Linked DNA regions of Macaca mulatta: region 1 is linked to region 2. Evidence: chromatin contacts called from public Hi-C data. All regions are on one chromosome and are shown on one strand. Each heading gives the region's core, a stretch centred on a gene start, on an enhancer-like site or on the middle of the called end of the contact. The rest is flanking DNA. Distances are from core to core; before and after follow the strand shown.

Region 1 (3,668 bases), core at 924-3,423, 42 kb before region 2:
ACTCGGGAGGCGGCTGAGGCACGAGAATTGCTTGAGCCCAGGAGGTGGAGGTTGTAGTGAGACGAGATCGTGCCACTGCACTCCAGCTTGGGCTACAGAATGAGACTCTGTCTCAAAAACAAAACAAAACAAAACAAACACCAACCAACCAACCAAACAAACAAAAACTCCTGGGATCAAACAATCCTCCACATCTGGCTAATTTTTAAAATTTTTTGTAAAGACAGGGTTTTGCTCACTATGTTGCCCAGGCTGCTTTTGAACTCATGGCCTCAAGCAATCCTCCCATCTCAGCCTCCCAAAGTGCTGGGATTATGTATGTAAGCCACCACACCTAGCCAAAATTTACCTTTTAAACTATTGCCTTTTTAACTATTTTTGAATGTATAGTTCAGTGACATTAAATACATTCACATTGTTGTGTAACAATCACTGGTATACATTTCCAGAATTTTTTCATTATCCCAAACAGAACCTCTACCTATAAATAATAACTTCCATTCCCTTCATCCTCATCCCCTCTAACTACCATTTTATTTTCTGTCTCTATAAATTTGCCTATGTTAATTATCTCATGTAAGTGGAATTATACAATACGTGGCCTTCTGTGTCTGGCTTATTGCACTTAGCATAATGTTTTCAAGGGTAATCCATGTTGTAGCAGGTATCAGCAGGTATCAGAATTTCCTGTTTTTTCTGTTGTTGTTGTTGTTTGTTTTTTGAGACAGAGTCTTGCTCTGTCATCCAGACTGAAGTGCAGTAGCGTGATCTTGGGTCACTGCAACCTCTGCCTCCCAGGTTCAAGTGGTTCTCCTGCCTCTGCCTCCCGAATAGCTGGGATTACAGGTGTGCACCACCACGCCCGGCTAATTTTTGTATTTTCAGTAAAGACGGGGTTTTACCATGTTGGCCAGGCTGGTCTTGAACTCCTGACCTCAAGTGATCCGCCTGCCTTGGCTTCCCAAAGTATTGGGATTACAGGCATGAGCCACTGTGCCCAGCCCAGAATTTCCTTCCTTTTTAAGACTAAATAATATTCCTTGTATGTATGTGTCACATTTTACTTATCCATTCATCCATCAATGGACACTTGGGTTGCTTCCACCTTATGGCTGTTGTGAATAATGCTGCTATGAACATGGGTATACAAGTATCTCTTTCGGTTCCTGCTTTCAGTTCTTTTGGGTAGATAACTAGAAGCAGAATTGCTTGATCATATGGTAATTCTATGTTTAACTTTTTTAGAAACAACCAAAATGTTTTCAACAGTGGCTGCATTATTTTACATTCCAACCAGCAATGCACAAGAGTTCCAATTTCTCCACATCCTCACCAGCGCTCTTTTTTTTTTTTTTTGAGATGGGGGTCTCACTCTGTCACCCAAGTTGGAGTGCAGTGGCACGTTCATAGTTCACTGCAGCTTCAAACTCCTAGGCTCAAGCGATCCTCCCACCTTGGCCTCCTTAAGTACTGGGATTGGGGCCAGGTGCAGTGGCGCACACCTGTAATCCCAGCACTTTGGGAGGTCAAGGTGGGCAGATCACCTGAGGTCAGGAGCTCAAGACCAGCCTGGCCAACATGGTGAAACCCCGTCTCTACTAAAAATCAAAAAATTAGCTGGGTGTGGTGGTGCGCATCTGTAATCCCAGCTACTTCGGAGGCTGAGGCATGAGAATCACTTGATCCTGGGAGGCGGAGGTTCTGATTAGCTGAGATTGTGCCACTGCACTCCAGCCTGGGTGACAGAGCGAGACTCTGTCTCAGAAATAAAATAAAGTACTGGGATTACAGGTGTGAGCCACTAAGCCTGACCACCAACACTTTTTCTTTTCTTTTTTCTTTTGATAATCGCCATCCTAATGGGTGTGAGATCACATGTGAGATAGTTTTTGAACACAATACTCCAGATGTCTGAGTGTTTCAGGCTCCAGGGTCTGCTCCTCCCCCTGAGACCCCACCTCTCCTAGCTCTGAGACGTGGCATTTCCCTGTGGTGGGAGAACCACCCTTGCAGCTGAACAGCCAACATGCTTCTTTCTCCTGCACCCTCTGGTTTCTTCCAAGCTCTGAAGAACTGGCCATCTCTCTGCCTTTCATTTATGTAGAGTTGGACTGAGAAATAATACAGGCTCTAGGGAGAATACTCACTCTATTTCTGAGCCCACAGTCTTCTGAGCTTCTTTTTCCACATAGTCTTCCAGACCAGAGGCAACTAACTGTGCTGACTCCATGGGGGCCGGCTATGGCTTTGACCTGCCACTGACCTCAGAACTAGAACAACATCCAAAGTGTTGGGCAAAACTGTTTCTTGGTCCCATCAGGACCCAGGGGAACATCTTATATTGCTCTGGCTACAATCCCCATGCTATTTGAATCAGCCCCATCCTTTGCTGAAGCTCATATCTGGGTTTAGGTCTCCAAGACAGACACTGGGTGTGGTGATTCACCCTGTCTGATCCTCATGACTCCTCAAGGGGAACTTGGAGACCTGGAATTTTGGTCAGGAGTCCCTGTTCATATTCCCAGAACTCAGGCTCTCTGGGGTAACATTTGTTTATGTTGTTTAATAGTTACATCCTCTCCATGGCCTTCTGATGTCAAGAGCAGGCTACGTCAAACCTGGCCCCCATGTCCACGTCAAACATGGCCCCCATGGGCTACAGACGTCCCAGGTTTTTCTTCAGCCCAGGCCTCACCCCTTTGCTTACAGGTACCTGAGGAAAATTTCTTTTTCTTTTAGCTGATTCTGTCTTCTGTGAAAGCAGGTGGAAAAGACGTTCTGCTGCATTCCACAGAAGGGAAAACAGGCATATGGAGGGAAGTGACTCAGCCAGGTTCATGGATGGAGTCAGCTACCAAGCCAGGAATGGGGCTCTGTCCTCTGACTCTGAAACCACAGCCTTCACCACAGCAGTCACTCCTTTCCTCAAGAGGAAGCTTCAGCTCATGCTCAAAGATACGGCCTTTGGACTCAACAGGTGCTGCTGGCATTGGACGGGGTTTTCTGCCCCCGGCTCTTCCCACTCCAATCCAGGAGACTACTCTGGCCTTCAAATATGGATTTCATGGTACAACCCATTAAAGGAACTTTCTAAGACTCTTCTTTTTTTTTTGAGACAGAGTCTTGCTCTGTTTCCCAGGCTGGAGTGCAGTGGTACCATCTCAGCTCACTGCAACCTCTGCCTCCCCGTTTCAAGTGATTCTCATGCCTCAGCCTCCTGAGTAGCTGGGACTACAGGAACCCGCCACCACAGCCAGCTGATTTTTTGTATTTTTAGTAGAGACAGGGTTTCACCGTGTTGGTCAGGCTGGTCTCGAGCTCCTGACCTCAGGTGATCTGCCCGCCTTGGCCTCCCACAGTGCTGGGATTATAGGTGTGAGCCACCGCGCCTGGCCTCAAAGACTCTTTCTAAAGCAGAGCACATGACTTTCCAAGTTTGGAAAATCAAAGCCCCTAAAGATACGAAACATGACAGCTGTACAAGTCCTCATGCCTTGACTTGCACTCTCACTTCCTCTCTCAGAGTCCTCTCATTTCAATTCCCAATTCCATTACTGCACCAAGCTTCTTTTTTTTTTTTTTTTTGAGACGGAGTCTTGCTCTGTCGCCCAGGCTGGAGTGCAGTGGCCAGATCTCACCTCACTGCAAGCTCCGCCTCCCGGGTTCAC
Region 2 (3,660 bases), core at 830-3,329:
TGCCTTATAATGCCCTCCTGCCTTTTGGAATTCAGGAAAAGCTGACCAGCATTAGCATCAACATAGACCTTAAGTCTGATAAAAAAAACCTTTACAATCTATTCTCTCCTGAAGACTGCTAACTGGAGACTTCATTTGCATGATAAAACTTTGGTCTCATAACCTCTTATCATAACCTAGATATTTCATTCTATTGATAACTCTATTAACCATGACCAGTGAGAATTTTTTTTGTTTGAGACGGGGTCCTGAGTGCAGGTTTGAGTGCAGTGGTGCAATCTTGGCTCACTGCAACCCCCGCCTCCCAGCTTCAAATGATTCTCCTGCCTCAGCCTCCCGAGTAGCTAGGATTACAGGTGCCTGCCACTATGCCTGGCTAATTTTTTAATTTTTTAGTAGAGACAGGGTTTTGCCATGTTGGCCAGGCTGGTCTCAAACTCCTGATCTCAGGTGATCTGCCCACCTCAGCCTCCCAAAGTGCTGGGATTACAGGCATGAGCCACTGCACCTGGCCCAGAAAAATTTTTAATCTACCTATAACCTTGAAGCCCTCTGTACTCCCATTCCCCATTTTGAGTTGTCCCCCCTTTCTGGATCTAACCAATGTACATCTTAAATGTGTTGATTGATGTCTCATGTCTCCCTAAAATGTGTAAAACTAAGCTGTGCCCCAATCACCTTGGGCACATGTTCTCAGGGTCTCCTGAGGGCTGTGTCACAAGCTATGGTCACCCACATTTGGCTCACAATAAATCTCTTCAAATATTTTACACAATGTGACTCTTTTCGTCCGCTGTCTCTCTCTCTCTGGGTGTGTGTGTGTGTGTGTGTGTGTGTGTGTGTGTCAGCAGGAGTCACAGATTTGGGTTTTTTTTTTTTTTTTTTTTTGAGATAGGGCCTGGCTTTGTCACCCAGGCTGGAGTGCAGTGGGGCATCACCACTCACTGCAGCCTGGACCTACTGGGCTGAAGTGATCCTCCCACCTCAGCCTCCCAAGTAGCTGAGACTACAGGCATGTGCCACCATGCCCAGCTAATTTTTGTATTTTTTGTGGAGATGGTGTCTCATTTTGTTGCCCAGGTTGGTCTCGAACTCCTGAGCTCAAGTGATCCTCCTGCCTCAGCCTCTCCAAGTGCTGGGATTATAGGCATGAGCCACCATTCCTGGCTTTCTTTTACTCATTTATTTATTTATTTGGGTGTGGGGGTCACAACTTTGACTTGCTAAGTTTAAACATTTGAGATATACCACACTTTCAGTAACTTTGTTTTGGCATTAAAAATCTGTATCTATCTATATCTGGAGCTTTTAAAGGGAAGTAATAAACTTTTTTTTTTTTTTTGAGAGACGGAGTCTCGCTCTGTCGCCCAGGCTGGAGTGCAGTAGCCAGATCTCAGCTCACTGCAAGCTCCGCCTCCCGGGTTTACGCCATTCTCCTGCCTCAGCCTCCCGAGTAGCTGGGACTACAGGCGCCCGCCACCTCGCCTGGCTAGTTTTTTGTATTTTCAGTAGAGACGGGGTTTCACCATGTTAGCCAGGATGGTCTCGATCTCCTCACCTTGTGATCCGCCCGTCTCGGCCTCCCAAAGTGCTGGGATTAGAGACGGCGTTTCACCGTGTTAGCCAGGATGGTCTTGAACTGACTTCGTGATCCGCCTACCTCAGCCTCCCAGAGTGTTGGGATCACAGGCGTGAGCCACCGCGCCCGGCCAACATTTTTTTAAAATAATAAAACGGGGCCAGGGGCGGTGGCTTACGCCTGAAATCCCAACAATTTGGGAGGCCGACGCGGGAAGATCGCTTGAGCCCAGGAGTTCGAGACCAGCCTGGGCAAAAAAGTGAGACTTTGTCTCTGCAAAAAATACAAAATAAAAATAAAATTTTAAATAAAACGGAAGGAGTCTGGCTCAGCCTTCACCTCTGAGAAGGGTAAGGACAGCTCCAAACCAGAGCCTGAGAGCGCCTGTCCTCGCTGGGCACTTGGACCGAGCGTCAAGAACCGGGCGCGGCCCATGGGAGCCTTGCTTCCGCGGCCCTGGCGCGGCTCTGGCTTCATCTGCATCGCTCTGGCGGCCCCTGCTGGGCTGGCGGTGAAAGACGACCTGGGATGGGGCGGTGCCCCGAGCTCGAGCTGGGGAAGGAGAGACTGCGTAGGGTTGAGGGGACTCAAAGAAGACAAGTTCTGTTTACCGCACGGTTGTGTATGCCACGCTGTGGGCTCAGGGATTGTTCTGAAAGTGCGGCTGAGGAAGGGGACAAGTCCAGGTCTGAGAGCAAGACTGCTGAGCCCAGGGAGGGAAGTGTCCGATTGCTGGGTGGGAAGTCATCGCCCCATTTCTTCTCTTCTCCTTGCCGGCTCCACGTGGTGACCGTAAAGGGCCTGGCCTCTCTGACCAGGGCAGCCATTCTCCTCTGTGCAGCTGGTTGGGGTCATGAACTCTCAGATTCAGAAACAGGGAGCAGGATTTCTTGCTAAGACCTCCTGGCCAAAGTCAAGTTCTCTCACCTGCTTTTACTGAAAGAAATTGTTCTGAGGGCATGCAGGAGCCTCAACCAACCATTTAATAAAAAAGCTTCCTCACCGTCCTCATGGTCTTTATCCCTGTAGGGTGGAAGGTAGGATTCAGGGCCCCAAACCTTTCCCTGAGCATACTGGTGACCCAGTGGATCCTAGTGAGTATTTGAGACAAAAATAGCTTGTGGGAGCTCCTGGCTTAGTGCAGCTGCCATGGCTAGTGCCTTGACCAAAGCTGGTATCAGGTTATTGGGAAAATAGAGCCTTTTGGGTCTGGCAGAGGCTCACTTCAAATAGACAGAGGTTTTAGTCACTGTGAGTCAAGCAATTTATGCCACCACAGCTTGCTGGCGCCCCTTCACCCATTCTCATCCAATATTGCAAATGAAAACTTTAAACTGTGGAAAAAGCAGCTTCTTTATATGACACCGCCTTTTTTTTTTTTTTTTTTTTATATATATATATAATTCTTTTTTGAGATAGGGTCTTCCTCTGTCACCCAGGCTGCAGTGCCCTGGCACCATCTCGGCTCACTTCAACCTCCGCCTCCTGGGCACAGGTGATCCTCCCACCTCAGCCTCCCAAGTAGCTGGAATTACAGATGTGCGCCACCATGCCTGGCTAATATTTACTATTTTTAGCAGAGGTGGGGTTTTGCCATGTTGCCCAGGCTGATCTTGAACTTCTGTGCTCAAGTGATCTGCCCACCTCAGCCTCCCAAAGTGCTGGGATTATAGGCTTGAGCTACCACACCTAGCACGGCCACTTCTTTATATATGGTTCTTCATATTTTTGTGTGAAGATTTGAGTCCTTAGGTCACTAGTGGTAGCAGCCTTCTCAGATTCTGTCATTTTTCTCTTGTTTTGTACAAGACCCAGAGCCTATTAATAGGGAAACTTGGTCAAGCTAAGCCCTTAGGCTCATGAAACAGGTTCAGAGGTTCCTGAGTCCTACCCTTCTCCACTTTCAGGCCCAGCATTGGCCTGACAGGTTGACTGCACAGACCCTTGCCATGGCTGTGGATTCAGCCACCAGAGGGTGGTCAGTTTTATCGGTGGACAATAAAGAGGAATATCCGATCTGTAATAATTGAAAAAGTCAATTTTCAGAGCAGTCTATGTCTGGGAATCAGGTTTGCTTTGAC

The links. Hi-C and Micro-C count contacts between places; a contact is called where the count stands out from the background.
Region 1: a Hi-C map of fibroblasts shows a contact between it and region 2, with 2.6 times the contacts expected there. The contact joins two enhancer-like sites. A contact is called at or near these places in 7 of 14 Hi-C or Micro-C datasets (CD4 T cells, blood, cortical neurons and 3 more).

The regions. Positions count from the first base shown.
Region 1 is chr9:75,729,391-75,733,058 of T2T-MMU8v2.0, reverse strand. No RefSeq gene overlaps it. Among named protein-coding and RNA genes, the nearest start is that of PLAU, 13 kb to the right of the region's middle. Within about 2 kb of position 2,173, at least 3 of the 40 cell types and tissues checked have an H3K27ac peak or open chromatin away from gene starts, as enhancers often do.
Region 2 is chr9:75,687,635-75,691,294 of T2T-MMU8v2.0, reverse strand. No RefSeq gene overlaps it. Among named protein-coding and RNA genes, the nearest start is that of PLAU, 29 kb to the left of the region's middle. Within about 2 kb of position 2,079, at least 6 of the 40 cell types and tissues checked have an H3K27ac peak or open chromatin away from gene starts, as enhancers often do.